Linked DNA regions of Sus scrofa: all the other regions are linked to region 2. Evidence: chromatin contacts called from public HiChIP or PLAC-seq data. All regions are on one chromosome and are shown on one strand. The core of a region is the stretch at or near the end of the contact, and the rest is flanking DNA. Distances in the headings are between cores, read along the strand shown. Region 1 holds the start of SDSL (serine dehydratase-like). Region 2 holds the start of RITA1 (RBPJ-interacting and tubulin-associated protein 1). Region 3 holds the start of OAS2 (2'-5'-oligoadenylate synthetase 2, 69/71kDa).

Region 1 (4,298 bases), core at 846-3,345, 180 kb before region 2:
AGCCCTCATCCAGGAACTGGTGATACCATGGGGAACAAGCCAGACACTTACTCTTACAGGTGACTTATAGTCTAATAAGGGGATCAGCATTCAACAAATGTGATCCACAAAAAAATTGTATAGACAAACAAAATTATCAGAAATGCTGAAAGCTGCTAAGAGGGAAACATGCATAGAGGGAGTTTCGAAGAGAAGAATAAGGGGACCTACTTTGGGTTAAGAGGTCAGGAAGGGCCTCTTGGAGGAGGTGACTATGAAAATTGAGACCTGAAAAATGAGAATGAACTAGTCACACAACAGACTGGAAGAGGAGCTTATGCATCATAGGGTCATTGTGAGGATTAAGCAAGGCCATAGTGTAAAGGCATACACTGCCTGACACATCATAATAGCAAGTAGTTATGTGGGATTACAGTGAGCCAGGCATCATGCCAAGCACCTTATATTTTATCTCATGTAATCGTTACAACAACCTTGAGATAGGCCTTTTCTTTCTTTTTTTTTTTTTTTTTTTTTTTTGCTTTTCAGGGCCGTAGCCATGGCATATGGAAGTTCCCAGGCTAGGGGTCATACTGGAGCTTCAGCCGCTGGCCTAAACCACAGCCACAGCAACATCAGATCCGAGCCACATCTGCGACCTACACCACAGCTCACAGCATTGCCAGATCCATAACCCACTGAATAAGGTCAGGGATACTACTCAGATTCGTTTCCACTGAGCCATGACAGGAACTCATTTTTTTTTTTTTTGAGATAGGTTCATTTATTAACTTCACTTATTAGATAATGAAACTGAAGTCCAAAGGGATTAAGTAAATTGTTCAAAGTCACACAGCTATAAATGGTACGGCCAGGTTCAAACTCAGGCAGTGCACTTTGGCATCTGGGCTCTTACCCACCATGCATTCTCTCTCTCTCTTACATTAGCATTATTATTAAATGTGTGAGCATGTAGTATTTAACTGCAGGTTGACCTTAGAAGCCAACTGCTCCGGGCTCCATTCCAGGCTCCCCCAGCCCCCTTGGTTATACCAACTGCCCAGACAAGAACAGCAGGCGTCAGTTAAATGAATGAATCCCAGGTTGCCAGCAGCCTTACCAACGCCCATCAGGGCCAGGCCTCCTAGAGGGAGATCTGGGGACAACTGGAGGCTCTCACCATGTGTGGCTGCCGCTGGGCCTGAGGAGCCCAGGGCCCTGTCTGCTGTGAGAGGCATGGGGCTGGTGCTCAGGTCCCAGTGGGGGCGACCTTGGCCAAGACGCCTTTCCTCCCTGGGCCTCACCTGCTGCATCTATGATTTAAGGTAAAGACCAACTACCTTTTCCACCTCCCTTGTCCCTCAGGCTGTTCCCCAGAGGCCTCCTGGATGACACGCCACAGCCAAATCCCCGGTGCCAGAGTTGGGCAGCCTCAGGCTGCCCAGAATGCTTGGCCCCGCCCCCTCGGGGCAGGATGGGCTCCCCGATCCTCAGGGTCCCGGGCACCCAGCCTTCTCGCCTGTGGCAGACAGGCCCTGGAGCTGAACCCAGATTCCTGGGAGGACCAGGATATTCTCACCCTCTCACTTCCTGTCTACTCATCTGGGACTAGGCCCCAGAAACTTCCAGACTAGCCTCTACACACATTCACATGCGCAAGGAGCCCCAGGGCCCTATTTGGATCTCTGGCCCCCTTACCTTCTTTTCCAGAGGTCCCCAGAGCAGCTCAGCCCCAGCCCACTGCCCACAAGCTTGCCTTAGCACCGCTCTGCCAGCCTCCCGTGGCCCTGGTCCCTCCTCCCAGGTTAAAGGGACAGCTCCCTGCGGGAGGAGAAAGGGAACACAAGCTTCACTGCCTCCCTGTGTGCTTCCAGGATACGTGATTACCTGTTCCCATTTGACAAATGAAGAAACTGAGACCCAGAGAGGGGGACTCACTTGCCCAAGGCCAGCAGCCAGGGAGAGGCACCCTTTACCCCCCACACTGCACCACCTCTGTCGTGACACAGACTCCTCCAAGTCCAGTGCTTGTCCCGAATGCCAAGCTGGTTCCCCTGGACCACTGTCAAGTTCAGCTAAGGTCTGGGAGGAGAAAACAAGGACAAAGAAACTATCATTGGAATACCCTGGTGGCTCAGTGGGTTAAGGATCAGGCAATGTCAGTGTTGTGGTTCTGGTTACTAATGTGGTGTAGGTTCAATCTGTGGCCCAGGAACTTCCTCACAATATAGGGGCAGCCAAAAGAAGGAAACAAACAAACAATTATTTTCTGTCACATGAGAAAGGCATGTTTTTTTCCAAAACACCTCCTTTATCTCTGATTAGTTTGCACCCAACATTGGAAGTCATAAATTGTTTATTATTCAAATGAATCATTCTGACAATTGATTCATTCCTTCAGGAATATTTACTGGACACCTACAAAGCATCAAGCCCAGGGACCTTTAGCCTCAAACAAGACAGCATGTCCCCTGCCCTCAAGAAGCCCCAAGGGACTTTGAAGAGCAGGCATGATCATTGCAGTCGATATTGGCAGGGAGAGGTGTGGGAGGGCTCTGGACACCAAGAGCAGGCCCCTCACTGGCCCCTGGGGGCTGGGAAGGCTTCCTGGGGGAGGAGACTGCGCGGAGCCAGGAATCAGGAGCACAGAGAGCAAAGGTCTGAAACTGAGGAATGTGGGGGTTTCGGGAATGGAGCCGTGTGCAGCGGGACTGGAACAGAGAAGGCAAGGGTGGGACAGCAGAATGCCTGTGCCAATCCAGAGTCTGGGCCTCCCCCAGGGGCACTAGGGAGCCATGGACAGCTTTAGGCAGGGGTATGACGTGACTACAGTCACATCTTGTCTCTTAGCATCTCACTGGGTGAATCTGAGCTGGTCACGTCTATTTGAGGGCCTTCAGTTTCCCTTATGTGAAAGGGGAAGTGGGGTCCAGGAAGCGCCTGGCAGCCCAAATGGTCTGTTCCCTTATTAGCCTATGTGTAACCTCCCCGAGTTTGATGATTAACTCCAGGTCAACTGGGGGTCAAGAAGAACTGCTTGGTCATGATCCTTGACAAGAACTTGGGCAGCTTCATCTTTGTTCTCACATTAAACATACACCATCCATGGATGTCTCTGCTGTGGCACAGTTTCGATCCCTGGCCGGGGAACTTCCACATGCCTGCTACAGGCAAGGCCAAAAAATTAAAAAACAAACATACACCATCCTTGTCAGGTGCCCTGTCCTGGACTGGGCCCTGGGGACACAGAGGTGGTAAAACTCAGTTCATGCCTTGATGTGACCCCCAGCCTGAAGAGGAGAGGCACACACCAATTCAGTGACAACCTAAGACTCCCCCAGGAGGAAAGAGAGCAGAAGGTCCCCCTAGGGCAGCTAGGGGTGGGGTATGACCAAGGAGAGCTTCCTGGAGGAGAAGGGCCTTGGCACACAGCTCATACTTGGACAGGAAGCACAACAGCTGCATTTATTGCATGCCTACTGTATGCCAGCACTTTCGTGTTGACCATCAATTCCCAAAGGTGTTTTAATGGTTGAGTATATATTTCTGTGAATATTAGGATATATATATAACTTCATGGACATCATTGCTTAGGAAGAAGCTAAAGCAGGTATTAAAGTTTAAAAATGGAGTCTTTTTTTAAACAAAAATGAAACCAAAATTTAATTTAAAAAATAAGTATACAAACAGGAAAAATATTTAACAATTAAAGGAGAATACAATAAAAATAATTCCTCATTTAATTTCTGCCTCTTTTTCCTCTCCATGGAGCATTATTAACAATTAGTTAGTTGGAAGTTTTTTTATCACAGTTTCAATTTCAGTACTTGTGATTAGTCTGTCCATCTTTTCTATTTCATCTTGGTTTAGTCTTGGAAGATTGTACCTTTCTAAGAATTTGTCCTTTCTTCTAGGTTTTCTGTTTTATTGGTGTATAGTTGCATATAGTAGTCTCTTATGATCCTTTGTATTTCTGTGATGTCTGTTGTTACTTCTTTTTATTTCTAATTTTATTGATTTGAGTCTTCTCTCTTTTTTTCTTGATAAGTCTGGCTGAGGGTTTATCCATTTTGTTGATCTTTTCAAAGAACCAGCTTTTTATTTCCTTGATCTTTTCTATGGTTTTCTTTGTTTCTATTTCATTGATTTCTGCTCTGATCTTTATGATTTCTTTCCTTCTACTAACTTTAGGTCTTATCTGTTCTTCTCTCTCTAGCTGCTTTAGATGTAAAGTTAGCTTGTTTATTTGAGCTTTTTCTTGTTTCCTGGGGTGGGCTTGTATTGCTATAAACTGTCCTCTTAGAACGGCTTTTGCTGCA
Region 2 (4,444 bases), core at 561-3,060:
AGCAAGGGATTTGAACCCTGGCTTAGAAGTCTATATTCTTTCGTATGTGACGCTCTATGGTCCATTACAACTCTCTAGGTCAGAGCTGCACCTGTCTTGTAGTCTGTGAGCTGAGAATGGTTTTTAAATTTTAAAAGATTCTAAAAAAAAAAAAAAACAAAAACAAAGAAAACAGTGACTTTATATGGCCTGCAAAGCCTACACTATTTACCATCTGGTCCTTTACAGGGCAAGTTTGCCAACCCTTGCTGTGGACACAAGATAACAAAGTATCTGGAACACACTGGTGCCCTAACAATAATTACTGAAGAGTAGAATGTCTGAACACTGTCATCTCAGTCTTTCCACAGTTTTCGAGATGCACATAATCCATTGCTTTCTATGTGTGTGGAAACTGAAGCTCAGAGAGGTTAAGCAACTTCTCCCATATCCTCCAGCCAGTACAAGATTGGGTCAAATTTGAAAATAGGGCTGTGCCTTGGTCCATATTTACAGAGGATCTACTATATGAGGCTCAGGTGGAATAAGGTTCCCATCTGGTCCCTGCCTCCGAGGGTAGAACCCTCTCTACATATAAACGCTTCTCTGTGCCTGGCAGCCGCTACGCACAAGGCTGTGAGAAATACTGGGCTACAGCGCTTTTCCACGTTGGTGTTCACACCTACCGCCGCCCCCCTGCCGCCCCTTGCATACAGTTAACATTCAGTAGAGGAAACAGCACGGGGACTGGAACCATACAGTCCGAGATTTGAATCCTTGCTCTCCCACTCACAAGCCCTGAGATCTTGGTCACGTTCCTTTAACCCCTCTAGGCCTAGGTTTCCTCCTCTGGAAAATCAGGATGGCTACTTAGCTCACCGGGTGGGTGTAAGGATTAAATGATAAGGTTTGTAAAGCTCTTAGCGCCGGAGCCTGGCACATAATAAGCGATCAACAAAAGCAAGTCTAACTTATTATTAGTTTCCAAAAGTTTGGGGGAGCCACGGTCTCAAGCCAAGCGGTGAAGCCTTCTCCTAATTCATCCTCCCAAGAATCCCCCAAACTCTCCAAGTCCGATCTTCAGCATCCGCACTTTCCATTGGATGAGTGGGAATCAGGACCCGTTCCCCGGCTAGGAAGTAGCCAATGAGAAGCAAGAAACTGAGAGCCGGCCCGGAAGGCCCGCAGGCCCCAGCCCCTGGAGCACATGAGCCTCAGGCCGGAGGTCCTGACCCAACCCCAGGCCAGACGACCTCTCCCCACCTTCAGCCGTGCCCACTCCTCAGCTGGGGAAACTCAAGCTGCGAGGCGCTGCACGGAGCCAGCGCTTGGGCTCCGACATATATGCGTTCCTACCTTCTGGGCCCGGGCGTCATCTTGCGCCTGGATCTCAAACTCGCCGTCCTCCGAGTCGCTGCTGCGGGACTGGGAGGCCGCTCCCCGGCGCTTCCGGAGCCCCTTCTTTTTCCTCCATTGGGCCATGGCAGCTCCGGACCGCTGTGCGGCCGCCGGGCGCCTGCCGGCAGCCATGCGGGCCCCGGCGCCGAGAAACAGGAGGGAGCGGAGTCTGCCGGAATGTACCAACGGCGCGTTTGGGGCGGGGGTGGGCCTCTACGCGGCCGCTGCTGCGTTCCCTCCCCTCTCGCAGCCTCCGGATGCTTGACACACAATGCGCGCGCCCACAGTGTCGTCTCACCGGCGTGAGATACCCCTCCCCAAGGCTTTGGGGAACTCCAGGTGGCGTCCGGAACGGGGAGCCCTGACCACCTCGGGAGCGAATGGTTCCGGCCGGCTCGCCGGGGCCTGCGGTTGGAGGGCTGGTGGTTGGTTGCTGTTTGATGCGCGTGCGGACCTGACGTCGCTAGGGCTTGACTTCCCTGGTCCAGTCCGTCGGCGCTTTGCCCGGGCTGTCCGCGCGGTGCCCGGGTCGGGGGCTGGGGGTGGCCTGAGCAGCCGAGGGTCGCGGGCTCCTGAGAGTCGGAGCTGCAGATCTCGGGTGTACCGCGCGCTGCAGGTGCCAGAACGCCCCCGCAAAGGAGTCCAGACTTGGGGGGAGGGGCCATAGAATTGCGGCCGACATCAGCAATACAAAATGCTCAGGTAGGAAAGTAACTCCAGGTTGCCGGCACCTCAGACGTCAGCCGGGATTTTGATTTGGGGATCGGCGAATAACAGACTGGGCGTGATCCTTCAGTAGTACAATAGTTGAGTGCACAAGCTCTAGAATTCTATCAGGTTCAGATTCAACTCCCACTGTTTTAGCTTATAGGTGTGACTGACATTTGTGACTTCAGCTTTTGAAGCCCCAGTTTTGTCATCTGTAGAATGGACGTAATGGAAGCTATGTCACAGGACCGTTGAGAAGATTAAATGAGACAATGCTTATGAAGCACTTTGCAAGAGGTAGGCTTGGGATTATGCTGGTTATTATACCTGCCCCGTAAACATGTACAGCATATAGGGACTTCCCTTGTCTCCCCTTCCTTTGTTTTCTGGTTGGTGCCAAAATGGGCACAAGCCCAATCTCTTCTCCAATCCCCTAGCATTCTGTAAATATTTGTTGAGCACACAGTGTATGCCGGAAGTACATGTTTATTCATGAAATTTTGGCCAGTAGGACCCCCGTCCCTGTCATCCTGACAACTAAAAAAGGGTCAGATTTCCAAAATGTGCCCTGGGATTGGCAGCTCCCCTTTGAGGAGGTCTGGTTAAGGGAGAATGTGACCTTTTTGCCCTGGGGATGGGAATTTATGTGACTGCCAGTCTTTGCTGATGACAGATGGTTGCCACCATGACCGTTTTTCACAGGGAGCCCTGGAGGCAGGGCCTGGAAGGCAGAGCACAACTGCTGTCACCAGAGACCATGGGCAGCATGAAGACCCCAGTTGAGCTGGCCATCAGTGGGATGCAGACCCTCCATGTTCAGCAACGCTGCCGGGGCAACCACCGGGTCAATGTTAGGCCGTCATACGTGGATGAGACTTTGTTTGGCAGTCCTGCAGGCACCCGGCCCACACCACCAGATTTTGACCCACCCTGGATGAAGAAAGCCAACAGAACCAGAGGAGTGGGTACAGGGGCATCACAGGCCTCAGGAGCCAACAGGAGCTGTGAGACCAGCTCTTCCAGGGGTAGCATCCCAACCCCCACACCAAGGAAGAAGAACAAGTACAGGTAACAGGCCAGGGAGATGCCCTGCTGTTCACATGCTGTGTGGCCTTGGGCAAGCACTTTGAATTCTCTGAGCTGCGATTTCCTCACAGTGGAAGGTGGTACCTAGTGGGATTATTGAGAGGATTAAACGAGATGAGACTTTACAGTGCTTGGCACAATAACCTGACAATTAAAAAGCTCTCAATAAATGGTGGTGATGATGGTTGTGATGGTGCAATAACCATCCCCAGATGTCTTAGGCTGGTCTTCTGAGGCCCAGAGGGGTCAGGTGATTTGCCCAAGATCACACAGCAGTTTGCATAAGATTATTAGTGTGGTTGATTGATAAAATAACACAGATGTGATTCCACATTTCATCAAGTTATTCATAAAATGGCTCCTGCTGCATTTTCATGAACAAGTTAGGAAAACAGGGTCTAATGCTAATGGTTATTGTTGTAAATTAGAACTAGATTATTTGGATTATTTTGATTAATATTGGCCTGGGAGTTCTCTTTTGTAGGATCCATGAGAACGACGTTCTATCCCTGGCCTCACTCAGTGGGTTAAGGATCTGGCATTGCTGTTGGCTGTTGTGTAGGTCACAGACACAGCTTGGATCCCACGTTGCTATGGCTGTGGCGTAGGCCAGCGGCTGTAGCTCCGATTCGACCCCTAGCCTGGGAACTTCCATATGCCGCAGGTGCGGTCCTAAAAGGCAAAAAAAATAATAAAAGTATATAGATATTGATCTGGAGGAAGGTGTCTCATGGTAAGCCACAAGACTCTAACTTATTTATTGTCATCAGTGATTTGATCAAACACATGGAAGACTAGTAATTTAGTCAGTCAGGCTATCATAACAAAATATTGTAGACTGGGGGCTTAAACAACAGAAATTTATTTTTTCACAGTTTTAGAGGCTTGAAGTCCAAGGTCAAGAGGCCAGGAAGGTTGGTTTCTCCTGAAGCCTCTCCTTGGGTTGCAGATGGCCACCTCTTCACTGGGTCCTCAAAGAGACTTTTCTTTGTGAGGTGTATACTCCTGGTGTCTCTTCCTCTTCTTATAAGAACACAAATCGTATTGGTTTAGGACCTCGCCTTTATGGCCTCATTTAACCTCTAATTACTTATTTAAAATTCACATGAATTTTGGGAGGACTCAATTCAGTCCAAATAACTAGCGATCATATTTAGGATCCCTTCTGAGCCAGTAGACACAAAGATTAGTTAAGAATGAGAATAATGCCTATTTAAGGAGATAAAATTCAACAGAGATAAAAGCAAGACCCCCTTATTACGTCAACCTGACA
Region 3 (4,655 bases), core at 2,053-4,552, 180 kb after region 2:
GTACTTTTTGTATGTATTATTTTTTAAGAGATCATATCCCCAAAGTAGCATTTATTTACCCACTGAATTCCAAAACATTTAATATATGTCTGGCATTTTGTAATCACCCATCATGATTGACATGGGCTGACACACTTGGCGCTGTCAGGATACACAAGGACGATAGCCAAAGAGTTACAAAAGAAAATCCATTGATTCTTTTTTTTTGGTCTTTTCTGTCTTTTTAGGGCCGCACCTGTGGCATATGGAGGTTTCCAGGCTAGGGGTCGAATCGGAGCTATAGCCGCTGGCCTATGCCACAGCCAAAGCCACAGCCATGCCAGATCCGAGCCGTGTCTGCAACCTACACCACAGCTCAGAGCAACGCCAGATCCTTAACCCACTGATCGAGGCCAGGGATGGAACCCGCAACCTCATGGTTCTTAGATTCGTTTCCACTGTGCCACAACGGGGACTCCAGAAAATCTATGATTCTTAAACAATCATACACACTCCCAAAGTCACAGGTATCAAAATTTTAGATGCATTGCATTGAAAAGGTTTGTCCATGTCATAATTTAAAGAGGGAAAATAGGTGCTGGGAGTTCTCATTGTGGCTCAGTGGTTTGAGAACCTGACATAGTCTCCATGAGTGTGCGGGTTCGATCCCTGGCCTTGCTTAGTGGGTTAGGGATGCGGCAAGCTGCAGTGTAGGTCACAGAGGCAGCTTGGATCTGGCATTGCTATGGCTGTGGTGAAGGCCAGCAGCTACAGTCATATCGGACCCCAAGCCTGGAACTTCCATATGACCTAGGTGTGGCTGTATAAAGGAAAAAAACAAACAAGGCACTACTGAAACCGCACATTAAATGGTTATTAAGCTGACTGACAGAATCAAGGGTCTCAGCTTCCCCTGTTCTCCATTAGCTGAAGAAAGAGGTGAGAGGGGTGAATTCATTTTTGCATGCACAGCAGTACTGCTTAAGGAAATGCTATCAGCTTGTTTTGGAAATCATATCCCCAAAGTAGTATTTATTTTACCCACTGAATTCCTTGAATACTTACTGCAGCCTGTCTGGCTAACTCTCCTTCCTAACTTCCCCACTGCTATCTCCTGCCTTTTACCTAGACCGACAGTTGTGGTAAAACCAGCTGGACGCACCTGTCTGCACGATTCGAAAAGGGAGCTCCCCTGGGCTCGGGGCAACCGTCAGCCCAGCAAGGCGCCTGGTTGCCTTCTCTGGCTTCCCAGTCCTACGGGTCGCTGGCCCAGAGGGTGAGGTTGTCTCGCAGCAGCTGCATGATGAGCGTGGAGTCCTTGCAGGACTCCAGCTCGGCTCTGGTATCCTCGATGGCCTGTTTGGCTAAGAGGCAGGGCTGCTTGCGCGCCTCCTGGATCTCGTAATAGAACCCGGAGAAGCTGAGGGCCAGGCCCAGCCGCCTGGGTGCGTCAGGTGCACATGTTCTTTGCCGATTTCCAAGGCTTAGGTCACGCTGTTTTCCTTCTCGCCGGGAGCCGCCTGGGCCAGGCAGCGAGAGTAGTCGCTCTTCAACTTCAGGTAGAAGACCTTTCCTTGCACAGGAAACCGTTGTGTAGTTGTCGATGAGGAGGTCGTCCAGCTGAGCCAGTGCGTCCTTGCACCCCGTCTCCAGCCCTCCTTCTCCATCTTCTCCCGATAAGCCTGCACCTTCGCCGTTCTCATCGGCCTTGCTTTTCTAAAGCTCAAGGCTGCTGCGGACCCTCCAGGAAGACCGCCGGGCACCGACCACGTTCTTTTAGGCCTCGGAGAGGAGATTTCGGTCTTTGTTGGAGAGAGCTGCGTCAAGCTCCGTCCCCTTCAAGTCTCCGACAAAATCTGTGCACACAGCAGGTAGCTGCAGGAGAGCATTTTTCAAGCCTCTGCAGCGGGGGCCGCGCGGTCTTAGCGCTCCACCTGCTTCCGCTTCCGCTTCCGCTGGGGTGGCCGCGGAGCGCCCTGCCTCACACGCGCACGCGCGCGGCTTGGCGACCCGCCCCCGCCCCCACTCCCCTGCCGCCCGGCGCTGCGTGTGTTAGAAAAAAGTTAACAATGTTGAGAGGTAGGATGGCTTCGGGTTAAGGGTGCAAGCTCCCAAACGGATCACTAGCGCTTACAATCCCAAATTGGATATCAACTATTAAATAACTTCCCCGTGCCTCAGTTTCCTCATCTGGGCCCAGGCAGAAGACGCCAAAGGCTCGGATGTCTTTACTGCTGGGGCTAGTGGATGCATGTAAGGGCAGAAGCCAGAAAGCGCTGTGACTGCAGAGAAGCGGGATTCCAGTGCTGGAGAGCCTGGGATTGGGCATCTACAATGCCCTCTCCCTACCCTAGGGTCTTAGCACCTTCTCAGCATCCTTTCTTCTCCAAAGGTCCAGAATCTTCCGTCTCAGCCCCAGGATTTGTGTCTGTAGCACCAAACATTTCTAACTGATGAGAGCGCCCCACCCCTGGCTGTTGAAACCACAGAGCATCGGTAGGAAGCTTTACTGAAGTCTTCTAGCCTCAGTTTACCCCTCTGGAAAATAAGGAGATTAGAAGCAATAACAGTAATCACAGCTAATTTATTTCACTTTTTTTTTCTTTGGCTGTGCCAAAGCATGTGGAAGTTTACGGCCCAAAGATCGAACCCATGCCACAGTTGCAACCTGCGGCAATGCTGGATCCCTAACCCGCTGCCCCAAATGGGAACTTCTTTTGTGCTAACTTTGTACCAAGCCCTGTGCAAGAACATTATATGCTCAAGCCTCTTAACATTTTGTGATGAGTATTATTGCTCTCCCATTTTATAGACTCAGACACTAAGGCACAGAGAGGTTAAGCAAACTGCTCTGGGTCACACAGTAGTAAGAGGCAGAACCAGCTCCCAACCTGTACTCCTAAACTCTGTACTGTATCCCACCATCTCAGTTGAGCAGCATGGGGAATATGATGATGTCTGTGTGCCCAGGGCCTGGCACACAGTAGGTGCTCAGCACCAAGTCTTTCTTCCCTCTGGCTCCCTGAAGGCCTGACCCCAGCCCTCTACTCACTCTGGCCACGCTTATCACCAGGGGCAACTGCTCAGCATCCTGCAGGACTTTGCAGATGGTGTCCACGGTCTGGTCGATCTGTTTCTGACAGTCTTCAGAGGGTCTCAGGTTGTTCTGGACAAACTCTCCCAGTTTCTGAGGAGGCCGGTCATAGAGATGGGACCCCCAGTTTCCCATTGCTCTGGCTGGCTGCTGAGAAGACAGCTAATGGCTGAGCTGGAGGCAGAAGAGAAAGAGAACTTTTATGCCCAGAGCCAGAAAACCGAAACTCATCACAGGGGAAAAGGAAACTCACAGGGCCTTTCCAGCTGACTGCCTCAGGATTTTCCCCGCCCCTATGACTATCGGCCAGCCTCTCAGCTGCTGTAGTGAAAAGGGGAGTCACCGGCGCTGGCTCATGAGGGCTTGATACACACTAGATCTGTGTCCTTGAGCACATTGTTGGTCCTTTTTGTGCTTTGATTTCCCTATCTGTAAAATGGGGGTAACAACAGTACCTTTCTCATAGCTTTTTTTTTTTTTTTTTTTTTTTTGTCTTTTTGCTATTTCTTGGGCCGCTCCCGTGGCATATGGAGGTTCCCAGGCTAGGGGTCCAATCGGAGCTGTAGCCGCCGGCCTACGCCAGAGCCACAGCAACTCGGGATCCGAGCCGCGTCTGCGACCTACACCACAGTTCACGGCAACGCCGGATCGTTAACCCACTGAGCAAGGGCAGGGACTGAACCCGCAACCTCATGGTTCCTAGTCGGATTCGTTAACCACTGCGCCATGATGGGAACTCCTCATAGCTTTAATGTAAGGATTAAATACTTGCATATTGCTTGGAACAGAACCGGGCACACGATGGCTATAAAGTATTTGTTAAGCAAATACTTTTTAACAATATTTCGTAGGGGGCCAGAGGACATCTTTTTTTTTTTTCTCCATCGAACTATAACTTATAAATTTACAATATTGTGTTAGGTTTCAGGTGTATAGCAAAATGAGGCAGTTATATCTCTATTTATAATTTTAAAAAGATTATTTTCCCAGAGGTCATCTTTTGAGGCTCTTTCCCTTCTCCCCATTCCCAGTGGCCTTGGAACTCAGAATCAATGAGCACAGCGAGACAAAAGAGACCCTGAAGCGGGTCTGTTGTTCAGGGACACACAGCAAGGCAAAGCTTCAGTCACTCAGGTTTCAGTTCTGCCACTGAGCAAACACAGGTCTCAAAAGGTCTGCCTCTGGAGTTCCCGTCGTGGCGCAGTGGTTAACGAATCCGACTAGGAACCATGAGGTTGCGGGTTCGGTCCCTGCCCTTGCTCAGTGGGTTAAGGATCTGGCGTTGCCGTGAGCTGTGGTGTAGGTTGCAGACGTGGCTCGGATCCCGCGTTGCTGTGGCTCTGGCGTAGGCTGGTGGCTACAGCTCTGATTCGACCCCTAGCCTGGGAACCTCCATATGCCTCGGGAGCGGCCCAAGAAATAGCAACAACAACAACAACAACAACAACAACAACAACAAAAAAGGTCCGCTTCTGTGTGCCTCGTTCCTCAGCACACACATGGATACCTATTGGATTTCCCTGGGCACTTACCCCACCCAGCATGGATGAAAAACAAGCCCAGGAGTGCACAGGCTAGAGGG

The links. HiChIP or PLAC-seq counts read pairs in DNA pulled down with a chosen protein or histone mark.
Region 1: a contact with region 2 is called in an H3K27ac HiChIP or PLAC-seq map of alveolar macrophages, with 3 times the contacts expected there. The contact joins the promoter of SDSL here to the promoter of RITA1 in region 2. A contact is called at or near these places in 2 of 47 Hi-C or Micro-C datasets (blood and liver) and 1 of 2 datasets of contacts at active chromatin or transcription factors (alveolar macrophages).
Region 3: a contact with region 2 is called in an H3K27ac HiChIP or PLAC-seq map of skeletal muscle. The contact joins the promoter of OAS2 here to the promoter of RITA1 in region 2. A contact is called at or near these places in 1 of 5 promoter capture datasets (fetal liver), 1 of 47 Hi-C or Micro-C datasets (embryonic fibroblasts) and 2 of 2 datasets of contacts at active chromatin or transcription factors (alveolar macrophages and skeletal muscle).

The regions. Positions count from the first base shown.
Region 1 is chr14:38,482,364-38,486,661 of Sscrofa11.1, forward strand. SDSL (serine dehydratase-like) reads right to left here and starts at 2,096. Exons shown (of 9, transcript XM_005670678.3): 1 at 1,678-2,096; 2 at 211-267.
Region 2 is chr14:38,666,276-38,670,719 of Sscrofa11.1, forward strand. RITA1 (RBPJ-interacting and tubulin-associated protein 1) reads left to right here and starts at 1,811. Exons shown (of 4, transcript XM_005670684.3): 1 at 1,811-2,079; 2 at 2,242-2,382; 3 at 2,788-3,153. The coding sequence starts at 2,843. DDX54 (ATP-dependent RNA helicase DDX54) reads right to left here and starts at 1,991. Exons shown (of 20, transcript XM_021073260.1): 1 at 1,336-1,991. The coding sequence starts at 1,509.
Region 3 is chr14:38,844,395-38,849,049 of Sscrofa11.1, forward strand. OAS2 (2'-5'-oligoadenylate synthetase 2, 69/71kDa) reads right to left here and starts at 3,303. Exons shown (of 11, transcript NM_001031796.1): 1 at 3,032-3,303. The coding sequence starts at 3,208.